Linked DNA regions of Danio rerio: region 2 is linked to region 1. Evidence: chromatin contacts called from public Micro-C data. All regions are on one chromosome and are shown on one strand. The core of a region is the stretch at or near the end of the contact, and the rest is flanking DNA. Distances in the headings are between cores, read along the strand shown. Region 1 holds the start of htt (huntingtin). Region 2 holds the start of paip2b (poly(A) binding protein interacting protein 2B).

Region 1 (2,782 bases), core at 183-2,682:
TAAAGACATTCACAATGTCAAGTTTTTAGATGATATATGAACATTCTTTAAAAAGTAATATATTACAGCGTTATTTTACAGTGTAGAAAGTTCAATAATCAGGTTATAAAAGATGCACTTTTTAAAGTATGTGACAGTACATTTCATGTTGATCAATACTCGAGATGCTCGCGGGCCAAAGTTGGCCCATGGTAATCTTTGATTTGACCTACCATCCCATCTGAGAATAGAGGAAACATGATGGGATGCTTTTGAGATTGTCCATTCAAATTTAATGCAACCCTTTGTTTGTTTGTTTGTCTTATTTTTAAAAGTTATTTTTGAACTCCACTGTGTTATAAATGCGATTGTTTGTTTGTTATTACAATAAGTTATCATTAAAAAAGTTATAACTGCATCAATACAATTAAGATAATAATTAATAATAATACTACTAATAAAATAATAAAAATTATAATATAATAATTAATAGAATTTAAAGAATTGTTTTATTTATTTTAAAATAAAGTGAAATAAGTTAGGAAATTACCCATGCCAACTTTAATGTAATATAGTTGGGTATTTACCTTTGGCCCACAGCTCTCAATGATATTTGGTTTTTGGCCCTTCATATGAACCAGTTTGGGCACCCCTGATCCACATGGTTGCACATATTTAAATCTGACATAACATTTATAATTACCAGCCATTAATTTAATATTATTAGAATATGTATTTTGTGTGATTTAAAAACAATATAATCTGTGTTAAAGCAACCTATAGTTTTATTTAATTTGTTTGTTTTGCTTGTTTAGATGTCTTCACAATTACAGTAAATGTATAAAGTGTATTAATTTTCCAGAAACTAGCTGTCCTTTTTACACGTACAATAGGGTATATTTGCCAATATATTTGTATACACAACAATAACACATGTTCGTTTCGTCAGAAATATTACATCAAATTTTAAATTATCAAAACAAACACAAAAAAAAGTTTAGTAATTGATCAAGAACATTATCAGTCGGTCTGGCGGAAGACTTGCATCACAATCAAGCTAAGCAAGCTGTAGATGCAGACATTCGCCATTGATTTTATTATGAATTAGAGGACTTCAATTTTGACAGGAGTTTTATTAACCCGGAAATACAGCAGAACAGTTGCTCTCCTAACCCAGCTTTAAGATGGCTTTCGGAACTGGACGTGCTATCAACTACCTTCAGAGCATATTGTTTGAACAATGGTCCTAATCGGATGGTGTGCGGAAATTAGACCGGACTTGAAGGGCTTTTGTCCTCCGTGAGGGGGTGTCCGTCTCGACGACACCGTCAGTTTCCCTTCGGCATTCTGCACAGCGCTCGTTACCAGTCTGTGACACTGGCTGTCGTTTTCAGTTTGTAAATATTACCCTATCTCCGATCAGATTATATCTTCATCACAGCTTCTGTTAAAATGGCCACCATGGAGAAGCTAATGAAAGCGTTTGAGTCGCTAAAATCATTCCAGCAGCAGCAAGGCCCGCTGTCGGCCGAGGAGCTCGTCCAGAAACAGTGAGTGCTGAACTGATGTTAATGCTGTTTAACGCTTTGTTGCAGTAATAGCCCTCTGCTTCATCATCATGATCATCATCTTCATAATTAGGGCGCTGACATCACTTGACACCGTGGCCATGCTAATGTTATTATCACAACATGCATAAGTGCAGTGTTGTCTTTTCATAAGGCTGACTATTGTTGTTGTTGTCTTGGGTTTTTAATCACATGATGCTCAACACCATAGATGTGTCACAGAGCCTTGTTAGATTCTGCGTCAGTGCTGAGATCAGACACTGCGCACTCCTCAAGAACTGGCTTCAGGACTTCTGATGTCCAAGAGTGTTGTGGTGTAAAACAATTACACTGAATGAATCTGTTTATTTGTGTTTGAATGCTGCCATCTTCTGAATTTTTATTCTGACTTCCCACAACTGCTTGTCTTCGTCTGTCACTAAACATCATTAGATAAACAATACTGTCATATATGACGTACAGCTCAAACACACACTCAAAAATAGTCTTTAGTATCCAAATATTGAAAATGTAAGATGTGTCATTGTGCCTTCCCTTTACTCATAAACATCTCATAAATATCTGCTTTGGCATGTTTACTTTGATGCCATATTAAAGTATAATATTTAAGGTTCGCAGAGCATTCCCAAAAATATAATGTATATTTATATTTTGGTCATGCACTGTGTTAAGGACAGATATTTGAACCACTATTATACATGTACGTCTATATGTACATTACCGGTTTTTTACATATAGACTTTGGGGTTCTTTTTATGTTTTTATTTTTTTTAATAAAATTATTCTGTTCATCATCAAATGTAAAAAAAAAATGTAAACACTTATTTAAATATTTATTTATTACTTGAAGTTTATTAAATGAAGTTATCACTCCAGTAATTATTGCTTTTTACAATAATAATTAATATTAGAGTGATTTCTGATTGATTATGGGACTATTGGAGTAATGAAGCTGAAAATTCATCTTTAATATCACAGAAATAAACTATTAAATTAAATGATACACTACTTTTGAACAGTTATTTCATAGTGCAGTAACATTTCACAATTTTCACTGTATTTTTGATGAATTATTAACCCCCCTGAATTATTAGCCCCCGTTTATTTTTTCCCCAATTTCTGTTTAACAGAGAGAAGATTTTTTGAACACATCTCTAAACATAATCGTTTTAATAACTCGTTTCTAATAACTGATTTATTTTATCTTTGTCATGATGACAGTAAATAATATTTGA
Region 2 (2,866 bases), core at 199-2,698, 92 kb before region 1:
CCTAATTTGTGAATCCCATTTTCAAGTGTGTATAAACAACCAGCACAAAAGGTGTTCTTTGAGATGTCACACATTAAGCAGCTTCACACTGACCTGTCTATTGTACTCCTCCTCGTTCTCCATCCACATGTACTCCGCGAAAGGGTTTGCATCCCCTTCTTTGTGTCCGTTCACAACATTCTCATCCTTCCCTTGTCCACTGCCGCCTCCTGGTGTCTTTGCTACCTCCGGACTGTTAATATCAGCAGGTTCTGGGAGTGTAAACGCAATGTTAATACTCAAAAAACAGAAATCAACAGCCTCAGTACAGACAGACAGACGACAAAAGTGATGCCTGTGAACACAAGAGACTCGTGAAAAGACATGTTTACATCAACACTCGCGGTACACGGGATAAATGAATGATTTAACTGCATGAAAGCATAATTAACACACATTTTATATAACTATACAGCAATATGATTGGTGTCTTTGTAAAGTACAAACACTAAACACGCTGGCAAATTAGTGGTTTGATGTGGCAAACTCAAGGCAGGATAACGTTTATTAAGCTTTTCTAATGCCCGCTACACGACGCAGTGCGTAACACACACGGTTTAAAGATCATTATATAACTATCTGTTAATAACTATCAGCGTGTTGCATAAATGAGACAAAGAGGAGGTCAGTCGACACCATCTTTCTCCACATGGATTTGATTCATTGTAACGTGAGGCCTGGCCAAGGCTCAAGGGATAACTATCTTTAGTATAAACTATTAAAGAAAGCCTCAAATTAAAACAGCCCCTTTTGCTTACGAGAACAACTTCGTTTGAGTAAAAAAAAGTTAAACACTTGCTCACGTTTGTCTAACGCCCCGTTAGTGTATATTGTAACTATGAAGCTATGCGCGTTAGCACGAGCCACCGCCGACACATAACAACAACAACAACGTTCTTTCCACGTGAAACCCCATTTTATGACCGTACTTAGTAGTGTTTAAAGGTTACCCACCTGCCATTTAAGCAAATGTGGTACTTGTTGTGTTGAATAGTTTAAAAGGCTTTCGTGTGGTAACGTTAAATTAAGTAGCGTGCTAAATGCGCGAGTTAGCCTGCATCGCAGACACATCACTAGGCCTCCATGCTCACAGCGCTACACACAAAACTCTACAAAGTGAGTTTTCATCGGCTTAATCTGCGTTTCACTTAACGTTACATCTGTTGTATTACTTATATTTGCCACTCTACGCATTAATCGAAGGCAACCATTTCACAAAACAAAGAGGGTGAGAGAAGCACACAACAGTTTCAAAGTCAAAACATTAAACATGGCTCTTTTCACAGATATGAGCAGCTAAGAGGACTTACCCGGCATTGTAACGCGTCTGTCGCTCTAATCTATCTCCAAATAAGTCGAGTAAAAGAGGTAATTTTCCTGTTTGCACCGACACCGTTACCTGGCTAGATTTCAAGCCTACGTCAGAGTGCTCATGTGGGCCTTTCAAACAAACACGTCGCGGGCGCGTCCTGTCGGTCATCATCGGTATTTCAACATCTGACTGATTTTTAATTTTTTTTTAGATTTCAACATGATTGCTGCAGGCCCTGCTACTCAATTCAAGCGTGTTTTTGCAAGAAACTGACAATGCAAATTACATTTGTATCGTTAAGCAATTTACATGTTGGTGGTTTCATTAAAAACAATCGCCAAAGATATTGACGATAGGATCTGAATCATGAGCATGCACACATTCATTCACTTTCTTTTGGCTTATTAGTCTCTATTTCAGAGGTCGCCACAGCGGAAAGAACCGCAATAACCTTAAATATTATGGCAGTCAATGATGATATATATGGGCAGTACTTGCTCATACTGGATCTAAACCTATTGATCGACATCTCTCCCTGGTGGTCTAGTGGTTAGGATTCGGCGCTCTCACCGCCGCGGCCCGGGTTCGATTCCCGGTCAGGGAACTTGTACTTTTAAACATATTGGTTTCAGAACTCTTATAAATGCAAACGGACTTAATCCAAACAAGATTAATGTAATAACCCAGTTGTTAATAGCGTTAAATTAAATTATTTTATCAAATCAAATACTTCAGATCTCTGAATTGTGTGAGGGACATCAATACCTAAATTCAAAAAGTATAAACACTCAAGTTGTAGTTAAACAACATACATACATTTATACAAAGTCCCTTTATTAAATAGGGATGAACCGCCAATTTATCCAGCATATGTTTTACGCAGCGGATGCCTTTTCAGCTGCAACCCAAACACTGGGAAACACCCATACACTCTTACATTTACATCACAAAACAGGGAACAATCAACATCGCAAGGCATGTTTACCATTAAAATAAATTAAAATTGTTACAACTGCAACAAGAAGCAAGGTTCCAAAAAAGTAGTATTTGCTTATGAAAATTAGACAACTTCAAAGGAAGCTTTGAACAATCATGATCACATCTTAATACAAATTCAAGGCCACCAGTTTTTTTTAACAAATTATTTGGGATATGATACCATATTGAATAAGGCTTAGCTAAACACTCTTTCAACCATATAACTCTAAAAGTGCCAAGAGGAGATTCAAAATCTAAGGTTTTTAAACCTCCATGTTCATACTCTTTGACCATATGATTTTTACGTAAATAATTTGTTTTATTTTTCCAAATAAATGTTACACTCTTATATTCACACACTACACTTACTCAAATTCAATTAGGTCTTGAAATTATTTAAATAATGTCTTTTGACTTCATGTCTTTTGACTTTTGCACCCGGGGGAACCCACGCGAACACGGCGATAACATGCTCCACACAGAAATACCAACATGGTCCACCCGGAACTTGAATTAGCAACCTTCTTGCTGTGAGGC

What was found. A called contact is a pair of places that touch in the nucleus more often than the background predicts.
Region 2: a Micro-C map of caudal fin shows a contact between it and region 1, with 5 times the contacts expected there. The contact joins the promoter of paip2b here to the promoter of htt in region 1. A contact is called at or near these places in 4 of 18 Hi-C or Micro-C datasets (caudal fin, embryo, hematopoietic stem cells and 1 more) and 2 of 4 datasets of contacts at active chromatin or transcription factors (caudal fin and gastrula embryo).

What each region holds. Positions count from the first base shown.
Region 1 is chr1:44,463,004-44,465,785 of GRCz12tu, reverse strand. It overlaps htt (huntingtin), which reads left to right and starts at 1,432. Exons shown (of 67, transcript NM_131018.1): 1 at 1,432-1,529. The coding sequence starts at 1,432.
Region 2 is chr1:44,554,593-44,557,458 of GRCz12tu, reverse strand. paip2b (poly(A) binding protein interacting protein 2B) reads right to left here and starts at 1,448. Exons shown (of 4, transcript NM_200766.1): 1 at 1,350-1,448; 2 at 94-251. The coding sequence starts at 1,356. trnae-cuc (transfer RNA glutamic acid (anticodon CUC)) reads left to right here and starts at 1,884; the gene lies at 1,884-1,955.